Regions from separate parts of the Sus scrofa genome. Here region 2 is linked to region 1. The links are chromatin contacts, called in public HiChIP or PLAC-seq maps. All regions are on one chromosome and are shown on one strand. Each heading gives the region's core, a stretch centred on a gene start, on an enhancer-like site or on the middle of the called end of the contact. The rest is flanking DNA. Distances are from core to core; before and after follow the strand shown.

Region 1 (5,109 bases), core at 1,335-3,834:
ATATGTATCAACCAACAAGAGAGATTTATATGAAGCAAAGCTTAAGACAAATAAAAGGAAAATAGACAAACCTACAAGTATAAAAAATGAAATCAGCAAGTTCCCATTGTGGCTCAGTGATAAACAAGCCCGACTAGTATTCATGAGGATTTGGGTTCAGTACCTGGCCTTGCTCAGTGGGTTAAGGATCCAGCATTGCCGTGAGCTGTGGTGTGGGTCAAAGTCACGGCTCGGATCCTGTGTTGCTGTGGCTGTGGTGTAGGCTGGCATCTGTAGCTTTGATTCAACCCCTGGCCTGGGAACTTCCACAGTCCGTGGGTATGGCTCTAAAAAGCTAAAAAAAAAAAAAAAAAAAAATCAGGTGTTCCGCTTTGGTAAACATAAGTTTTTCAAAGTCTGCGAGTCTGTTTCTGTTCTGCAAATAAGTTCATTTTTATCCTTTTAGATTCCACATATAGGTGATACCATATGTTTGTCATTCATTGTCTGACTAAATTCACTTATTACGATGGTTTCTAGGTCCATCCATGTTGCTGCAAATGGCATTATTTCATTCTTTTTTATGACTGAGTAATATTACCATTGTATTATGTACCACATCTTTATCCATTCCTCTGTTGATGGACATTTAGGTTGCTTCCATGCCTTGGCTATTGTAAATAATGCTGAAATGAACATTGGGGTGCCCAAGGGGATAGGTGGAAGAAGGTGGAAGGGATGGACTGGGGGTTTGGGACTGTGGTATATAGAATGAGTGCCCAATGAGGACTTGCTATATAGCACAGAGAACTCTACCCAGTATTCTGTGATAATCTATATGAGAAAAGACTCTGAGAGAGAATGGCTATGTGTATATGTATGACTGCTGTACAGCAGAAATTATCACAAATTTGTAAATTAACAATACTTCACTAAAACTTAAAATAGATAAACAACAAAAAATGAAATCAGGAAGCTGAACATAGAACCATTAACTCTGTTCTCTTCTTATCTATTAAAATAACTAGCAAAAAATAATTCTCATAGTAGACATAAAAATAATGTACTGTCAGTAAACACATAGGAGAAAATAAGCCAAACTGATTTAGAGGACATGTTCTCTCTGTGCAGTGTTTGGAACCCTCTTTTTCCTCCTCAGAAACAGGTTCACCCTACTCTGAAACAGTGCCCATTATCATCTAGTGAGCGGAAGGCTGTGAAAGGAAAACTACCTTCTACTGCTTCCCAGAGATAACATAGTCCTTTGGACTTTCTATAGCTTCTCAGTAAGCTTAGGAGTCAGAAATCTGACTTCAACCACCACAAGTTCCTGATATTTAGCATGATGTAGTCTGCAGTATTTTGTTCTCCTTGCCAACATACTATTGCACAAAAGCATAGACTAGGGTGTTTTCATAGATAAAATTCTCCATTTTAGTCCCTACTGCAAAATTATTGCACTGAATCTTAAACTTTCATTTGTCAATTGTTTTTTAATTCTTAAGTCAAACGAACTCATATGAAATGCTGAAGAAAAAAAAAAAAGAAAGTAAGAAAATCAGGTCTTGAGGGAAGGAGTGACATACTCTGGATTGCTGGATTCTTAGGCTCCTGGTTACCTCTCTCCTTTTCCACTTAACACTTCTCACTCCTGATGTCGAGGCCACTTTATTGACATGAACTTTCATTTGATGGCTCAACATCTTTGTCTTCTTCAATATCTTTCTAAATTACCTGTAATACCTATGTCCTTTTAACACACACGGACTGTAGAGTAACACGGTGTAAAAATCATGGGTGTTTCCAGTAATACACATTCAGAAATTTCTATAATTTTTTCCGTTTAATATTTTGGTGATTATGGTTTATTACCTTAACCTTGTAAGTTCCAACGTTGTAACAAGTGCCAGTCAGAAAAGCAGAAACACACACATGGAATGGACACAAACACACTGTCCACTGTCTCTGAACAAACGTCAGTGCTGGAATAAAGAGGTCATACAAATAATCGCAAATTAATTCCCACGACCCCAAGTCACTGGACCTCCCTCGACCCCGCAGTCTCCCAAATTCCACCGCTTAAGTCTCCCACATACGACCACGCAATGGCACTCCTCCCTTTTCTAACTGCCTCCAGGAGCCTGAAGCTCCGGCTCTCGTCTCTCCACGGCGCCCTGATCTTTCCCCACCGTCATCCCACTGAAGTCCAGTCCCGGGTGGGGCGTGGACCAGAAGGAACTAAACAGACTCAGCCGAGCTTTCTTCACGGACCGGGAACCAAAACGCCGAGAACACGAAGATCCAGCCAAACATTAAGAGGAAACTTTTTGCAGAAAATAGATGTGGGCCGAGATGGCCTCTGGGAAATGTAGTCCGGGGCAGTAAAGCTGTGGATCTTTTCAGATACGTCTCAGCACCAAGTAGCAATCCCAGGTTCCGAGGGCCGGACTCACGAGGGGCAGCTGCGGCCAAACTCTCAGCTGAGCCCCCTGGGCCGATCTGAGAGCGCTCGAACGCAGCGGTCGGTTGTTCCCACCGCTGCCCAACCGAAAGGCCAGCCCCGCCCGGCGAGCGCGGGGGCCGCTGGGAAGTGTTATCCTTCGTCTAACGGACCGAGGCCGGTGCTGCCTTCATTCGCCGCCGGCCCGGACCTTAGTGGCGCCCCAGCTAGGGCCGCACCGGCTCTGCCACTTGGGCGGTGTGGAAGCGTGGGATTGGGGCCTGTGTCCGCGGGCTTGGTGGTGAGTCCTCGGGAGGCCGCGAGCTCACAGTCCGGGACTCTTTGTGCTGGGTGGAGTAGGGGCCTGCGGACCTGGTGCCCGTGTGGTTGGAGGAGGACGCGGGGCAGGGCTTTGCCCGCGCGGGTGGTTCCCTGAGGCCGTGGGAGTGGCGTGTGAAGGACTGTGGGCGTGTGGCTTGACAGGACTTTTGCCAGACATTTGCCTGTGACTGAGTGTGGCCCTGGGATCGTGTGCGGGCGGATTTTGTGGATGTGCTTTTCCTTTTCTGTTTCAATATGAACGTGGCTGCGCATCACGCAGAAAAAACTCCGTGGTTGAAGGGTAGATAGAGTTCGGTTGTGTGTGTAGTTTTGTGAGACTGTTTGCACCAGTGCTTGGTTTCTGTGGTTATGGTAATCGGAAATATGTTTTTATATGAGACATCAATAGCCTCGACACTTTGTATTAGTATTTAATTTCAAAGTTTATTTTTGTATATTGGCTAGGTTATTTTGTGGGCTTTAACATCATGCTCCTTCCTCCCGACTCCCCGCCCCAAATCACAAAATACAGAAAAGCTCTAAGAAAACAAAAATCGGAGTTCCCGTCGTGGCGCAGTGGTTAACGAATCCGACTAGGAACCAGGAGGTTGCGGGTTCGATCCCTGGCCTTGCTCAGTGGGTTAACGATCCGGCGTTTCCCTGAGCTGTGGTGTAGTCGCAGAAGCGGCTCAGATCCCACGTTGCTGTGGCTCTGGCGTAGGCCGGTGATTACAGCTCCGATTAGACCCCTAGCCTGGGAACCTCTATATGCCGCGAAAAGCGGCCCTAAAAAAGGCAAAAAGACAAAAAAAAAACCAAAAATCATTCCTATTTCTACCTGCCACTATCAAAATTTATTTCCCATCTTTTGCCGCCTCCCTCTGTGAATACATACACATGGAATCATATATATATTCATAATAGCTTGAAAATTGGAATCACACTATAGGTACGTTCTGTAAACTACCTGTGCCATTTAACAATGCCCAATTAATATCTTTCCATTTAAACTATTACAAGTCTACATCATCATTTTAAAGTTTTTTATGGTATATATTTTAATGCATACCATACCCATGTTGGGTAATTTACTTCTTTTCAACTGCTTGCCTTTATAAAGAACGTGTTTATCAGCAACTATTTGGCACATGTTACAATGCACTTTATTTTTCTTTTTCACTGGGGGGGGGGGGGGCATGTGGAAGTTCCTGGGCCAGAGATCCAGTCCCAGCTGCAGCTGCTAACCTACACCACAGCTACAGCAACCGCAGATACTTAACCCACTGTGTGAGGCTCGGCATCCAACCTGCAGCTACTGGGATCCTTAACCAGTTGTGCCACAGCGGGAACTCCCTATAGTGCACATTCTTAATTTTTTAATTTTTTTTTTGAGGGGGTAAGGGGTTGTTGGATAGGGGGCAGGGTCTTAGAAGTGAAACTGATAGGTCAAGATATATGTGCTTAGTAAAGTCTCCCTAGGAATTCTCTGGTGGTTCAACAGGTTAAGCATCCCACATTGTAGCTGCTGTGGCATAGTTGGATCTCTGGCCTGGAAACATTGCCTGCCTCTGAGGTGGCCAAAAAAATAGAAAAAAAAGGCTCCTAAATGTATCCGATTATTCTCTTGTTAGGTCCCAATAAACTATAGTATTCATGGGATAATATAAGATTGCCAGAGTTCCTGTTGTGGCTCAGTGGGTTAAGAAACCCGACGAGTATCCAAGATGTGGGTTTGATCCCTGGCTTTGCTTAGCGGGTTAAGGATCTGGCTTGCCAAAGGCTGTGGCATAGGTTGAAGATGCAGCTTGGATCTGGCATTGCAGTGGCTGTGGTGTAGTTCCCTAGCCTGGGAATTTCATTTGCCGTGGGTGAAGCCCTAAAAAGACCACACACACACAAAAAAAGATTGCCTATATTCATACACCCTTGATAACAATGGTTATCATTAATATTAGTAGTAATGTTTTAACCTCATGGATGTAAAATTATTTCTTTAATTTTCAATTATTTGATTACTACTGAGGTCAAGCATTTTAAAAGTCTTTTTTGTGTGAATTATGTGTTTTCCAAGATATTTTTCTAAAGCAGTGTTCTATTTTCAAATTTCTTTTCCAGGTTCTTCAGGTATTAAGGATTCATTCATTCATCCACTCATCATTTATTGAATGCTGTGTGCAACAGGAATTATTATAGATGATTGGGATATGGCATTGAACAAAGGAGACAAGCTCTCTGCTATCATGGTACTTACATTGTTGTGGGCCAGGTAATAAATAAGGTAAGTTAAATATAACATACATTAAATAGCAAAAAATTGTAAGAGGATAGGTAAAGCAGAAGGATATGTAGAATCAGGGATGGGACTTGGT
Region 2 (5,109 bases), core at 1,078-3,577, 180 kb before region 1:
ACCTGAAGCCTACAATTTAAAGCTGAATCCATTATGCTGTGTAAAGATTCTAAATATGTCAGAGATGTCACTTTACCTAATGTGCCTATGTTGCTCTGTTCGCCAGCATCACATCCCTGTACAATTTCCTCTGAACATCTTTTCAGTGTGGCTGATAATTCCCGGTTGAACTGAACATTAAATCACCAATGTCTCTCAAAGAACAGAGAAGAAAAAAACATCTGGAGAGAAGTTTGTGGACATAACTCAAAACAGGTACCCCCAAAACAAAATATATCATTTAAAAAGTCAGCAGTTTCCTCCCACCGTGGCTCAGTGGGTTAAGAATCCAACTGCAGCAGCCCCCAGCTCCCTTAGCTGTGGAGACTTGGGTTTGTTACTGCTCCGTGGGTTAAAGAATCCTCTCTCCCACAGCTTCCTGTAGGTGGCAGTTGCTGCTGGGATTCAATCCCTGGCCCAGAAACTTCCATTTGCCATGGATGCAGCCAAACACACACACATACACACACACACACACACTGATTGGTATTCCATTCCAGAACAAAATGTGGAATCTTAAGTGTTTATATTAAAATGCTATAGGTGGAGTTCCCATTGTGGCTCGGCAGGAATGAACATGACTAGTATCCATGAAGATGTGGGTTCCATCCCTGGCCTCATTCAGTGGGTTGTGGATACAGTGTTGCCATAAGTTCCGGTGTGGGTTGTAGAAACCACAGGGTTGCAGCACTGCTGTGGTGTAGGCTGGCAGCTGCAAGCTGCAGCTCCAATTCCACCCCTAGCCTGGGAACTTCCATATGCCTGGGAATTTACACATGCAGTGGATGTGGTCCTAAAAAGACAAGACCAAAAAACAAACAAACAAACAAAAAGCTAGATGTTACTTATCACAATATGGAGCCCCTTCTCCTAAAACATACCATTTATATGTATTTATTAATTTGATGTCTGCGCCCTTGGCATATGGAAGTTTCTGGGTCAGGGATTGAATCTGAGCTACAGAGCCAGAGCTGCAACCTCCCTTTTAGCTGGGGGCAACCCTGGAATCCAATGGGAATCCAACTGGCACCTCCAACAGTGACCATAGCCGCTGCAGCCAGATTCTTAACCCACTGGCCATGGCAGGAACACCGACATGCTCTTATTATTACAATTTGAAGAGGAAATGGAAGCTGAGAGGACTTTTCCTCCTCTAGCCCATCCACCCATGCAGTGACCTACATTCACGTTCTGAAACACACACAGATCCACACACAATCTTGCCCTGACACACACACACACAATTACTCCCAAACACACGTGTCCACAATATGAACCTCCATCCTCCCAAAGCCACTCAGAATCTTGTTCCCACCTCTCTCTCACACTCATCAATTTTACCCACATACTGTCCCTCATTAATTCAACTAACCCCTAAATGTAGTCATGCCCGCAATCTCATCATGGTCTCACACTAGGGCCCTCCTTTGCCCGCTCTCACGTACATGACTGAGCTGTGGATTCCCCCCTTCTAACTCCCTAAGCTGCTTTGGTCCCAGACACTCAGGTCTCACGTTCGGTTTGCTCTTCTGGCTCCCCAACACGTTCCACAGCAACTTGCCCAGGGAGCATTTGCGCGTTCCCGCGGCAAAGCATAATTCTAAGCAGCGTCTTGAGCATTTATTTAACAGAGATCAGGCCCCACTTTAGCGCCTAGGGAACGCAATCCCTTTGGCCACTGGCAAAGTCCTGGACTACATATCCCAGGAGGCCATGGGACCCAGCATGTTGCACGGTGAGCGCCCAAAACCTGAGAGCCATACTCTGAGGCCGGGCTGTGTGAAAGTTGCAGCCGACAGTCACATAAGGAAGATTTTATTGAAGACTTTATTAAAGATAGGGAAGAGATACTGAACCCAACTTGGTCTATAACAGTAACCGGGGATTAATAGCCAATGGTCAGGGTGATGGAGTGGATGCAAAAAAAAAAGAGGAATTTGGTTAAGTATCCGGTAGGGGGATTTTTTTCTTGCTGAACTGGGGTCAGTAGATCAAGGACGAGGTCTAAGTCAAGAAGAGGGCCCAAAGGAGCTTGACTAAAGTTTGGTCGAGCGAGTTCTTTTCAGCTAAGCCTCGCGGAAGCCTCCCGTACGCTGCAGGTCCAAGCTCTTAACTACTGGGGAACTGGATAAACTGGAGACAGCTTTTAGCCCCCGTCGCCTTCTGGACTACATCTCCCAGAGGCCTCTAGGCCTAATGCCCCCTCCCGCGAGAACTATACCCGCTGCTGAGAGTGGGCGGGGCGTTCTGGCGGGTTGGGGGAAATGGCTTCGGGGTGCTGTGAGAGCTGCTAGGCTCAATTTAAGTAGAGTGGAGCCGTGCTGACCAGACCAGAGGAATAGTAGGTGAGATGTCCTGGAGCCTGGGGTTGGGACCGCGCCTGTCGGGAACCTCTGGCCTCTACGGGAGTCAGTTGAGAAGGGGAGATTGTGAGGAGCGTATGTGTCTGTGATTGTGTCTTTGTGTCTGTGTGGCCGCGTACCGAACTCTGAGGGCGGGGAGGCGGGCTTGATTTGCAGTTTTGATTGTGCTTGTATGACTGGGTGTGACACGAGAGTGCGATGTTCCTTGACTGCGGTTGTAAAACTGTGTATCCTTTTGGGGTGTGTGTGTGTGTGTGTGAGATTATGATCATTTGCTGAACCACGGGTGTGGAGGAAGACTTTATTAAAGACTTTATTAAAGAGAGGGAAGAGATATTTGCCTGTGAGATTTATGGCTGTTTCCCCTTGGGGGGTGTGTGTGTGTGAGAGAGAGAGATTGATTGATTTGTGGTGGTAGGATGCATGTGAATTTGTTGCCATTGTGTCCCCGTGGTAGGTGTCACTGGGTATGTGAGAATGTGGTGTGCCTGTGACTCTGCTGTTCTGACGGACTGCCCTGTGGTGTGTGTAATTGTGTGGCTGTCTGCAGCCCATTGTGTTGGAGGTCTGAGGTGCCTGTGTCCCCGTAGTGTGAGTTTGTATGATTATGTGTATCCATCTAGCACTGTAGGTGTGGGGCGTCTTTGTCTTGGAGCCTCTATGACTCCAGCGCTCTGTTCCCCGGAGACCTTTGTTAGCTCAGGGACAGATTCTGCCCAGAACTGCAAATGACCCTGCTCTTGTCTGTAATGGTGGTATTGAGCAGGACGCCCGAGCTTTGTCTGACCTACATCTGTAGGTGATGGGCGGTAATTTGACTTGGGGCTTCCAGAAGAGCCTGGTTTCTCCTGACTCCTTTTTCCCTCCTCAGCTCTGCTCTGCTTGAATAGAATCTTCCAGAGTGGAGTAGAGAATGGCTGTTGAACATCCTCAAGGCACCTGCAAGGTAGCTTGTCGTTTCTTGAAATCCTCTTTTCTTTGTCAGTATGTAACTGGCTTTCCTCCTCTTGAAAATTCTTGCCTATCAGATGACCTGATCCCCGGAATTTTTCATGTGTGAAATGTGATTTAAACCAAACCCCCATTCACACATGCACCTTTCTCTTTCTAATTTGTCAAATGGTTTAATTTTTTCTCCAGCTGTCTTAAAAAAACCCAACTATTTCTTTTTTAATATAAAATTAAAACATGATTGTTTTAAATAATTTCAAAAGTATGGCAATCCCCAATGAAGAAAATTTAAATTCCTACCTAAAACTAATGGCAACATTTTGATATTTTTTTCTCAGCATGTTTTATGTACATATATAAAATGTGATTTTAAAAAATTGAATTTATTCAGCATTTACTATTTTATAACCTTCATTTTTACATAAAATTATATTTTCCCCACATAATTTAATATTGGACACATTTTTAGAGGTACATATTTATTTGAAATGCCTATGGCTTATTTTTTAAATTTCAAATTAGATACACACATGCCATTTAATATCCATTTGTGCAGTTTAACAAATAATATAACGACTTGTGTAAAGAGAGGCTGCAAGGGGAAAAAAAAGACTCATGTAAGGAATACCCAGGTCCAGTAAAAGAATACAGCCATCTCTAAAGCAGCCTGATATATGCCTCCACAACCTGGAGGCACTTCTGGTGACAACCACTTTGTCTTTCATTAGAACTTTGGTGTGAATTCCAAAACCACATAGATTCAGTTTTTGTCTGTTTTATATTTTGGCATGAATAAATATTCTTTTGTGTCTTTTTTCATTAAAAATGTTTGTGAACATTTTCATATTTCTATAACTACAGTTCATTTTTCCCATTGCTATATATGTGTCTATATATATGTGTGTGTGTGTGTTATATGTATACACACACACTATCTCATTGCATGATAATATCAATTTACTTGCTTCCAGTTTTTGGCTATTTCAAGCAATGGGACTGTGACTATTTTATGCACATATTTTGGTACATGTGTGCTTGAATTTCTTTGTATACTAAAATTGTTAGTAAATTGTTGAGGGCTACTGTTCATGCATCTTCAGTTTTTCTATGCCAAAGCATCCTCTAAAGATACTGTGCAAATTTTTTACTCATATCAGTAATTTTCAAAGGTTCCTTTTGTTCCATAGTCATGCCAGCTCCTGGCATTATCACACTTTATAAATTTTTGCCAATTTGGTAGACATCTAGTGTTATCACATTTAATTGATATGCCCTTATTATCAATGAAATTGAACACTAGTTCTTGCCCACCAGGATATCCTCTTTTGTAAAATGCTTGTTCAAATATTCTGCCAATTTTTAATTGGGTTTTTCTCTGATTTATGGCTGTTGACTATAAATATATATGTAACATACGTACATAAATGTATCTTCTGTATGTTATTTACTGTCAGTTGCACGTATGACAAATATTATCTTCTCCTCCAGCTTGGTTTTTCATGCTGATGCCTTCTGGTAAATAGAGGTTTTGAATTTTAATGCAGTGGAATCTTTTTCAGTAGTTAGTGCTTGTTTAAGAAATTTTCTTTTACCTTGGGGTAATGAAGATTCTCTTGTATTCTCTTCTAAAAGCTTCCTAGTTTTTGGCTTTAGCATTTATGTCTTTGAACTACCTGGAATTGATTTGTACAGGGGAGGAATGCAATTTCATGTTGTTCCCCATGTGGGTATCCAGTTGCTCCGATATCATTTATTG

What was found. HiChIP or PLAC-seq counts read pairs in DNA pulled down with a chosen protein or histone mark.
Region 2: a contact with region 1 is called in an H3K27ac HiChIP or PLAC-seq map of skeletal muscle. The contact joins the promoter of LOC102164415 here to the promoter of LOC102164889 in region 1. A contact is called at or near these places in 4 of 47 Hi-C or Micro-C datasets (heart right ventricle, liver and skeletal muscle) and 1 of 2 datasets of contacts at active chromatin or transcription factors (skeletal muscle).

Annotation. Positions count from the first base shown.
Region 1 is chr6:46,433,854-46,438,962 of Sscrofa11.1, reverse strand. LOC102164889 (zinc finger protein 569) reads left to right here and starts at 2,584. Exons shown (of 7, transcript XM_005664555.3): 1 at 2,584-2,720; 2 at 4,856-5,018.
Region 2 is chr6:46,610,536-46,615,644 of Sscrofa11.1, reverse strand. LOC102164415 (zinc finger protein 420-like) reads left to right here and starts at 2,327. Exons shown (of 11, transcript XM_021097540.1): 1 at 2,327-2,384; 2 at 3,274-3,348. The coding sequence starts at 3,316. It overlaps LOC106510532 (zinc finger protein 345), which reads left to right and starts at 2,266. Exons shown (of 3, transcript XM_013998463.2): 1 at 2,266-2,384; 2 at 3,274-3,348.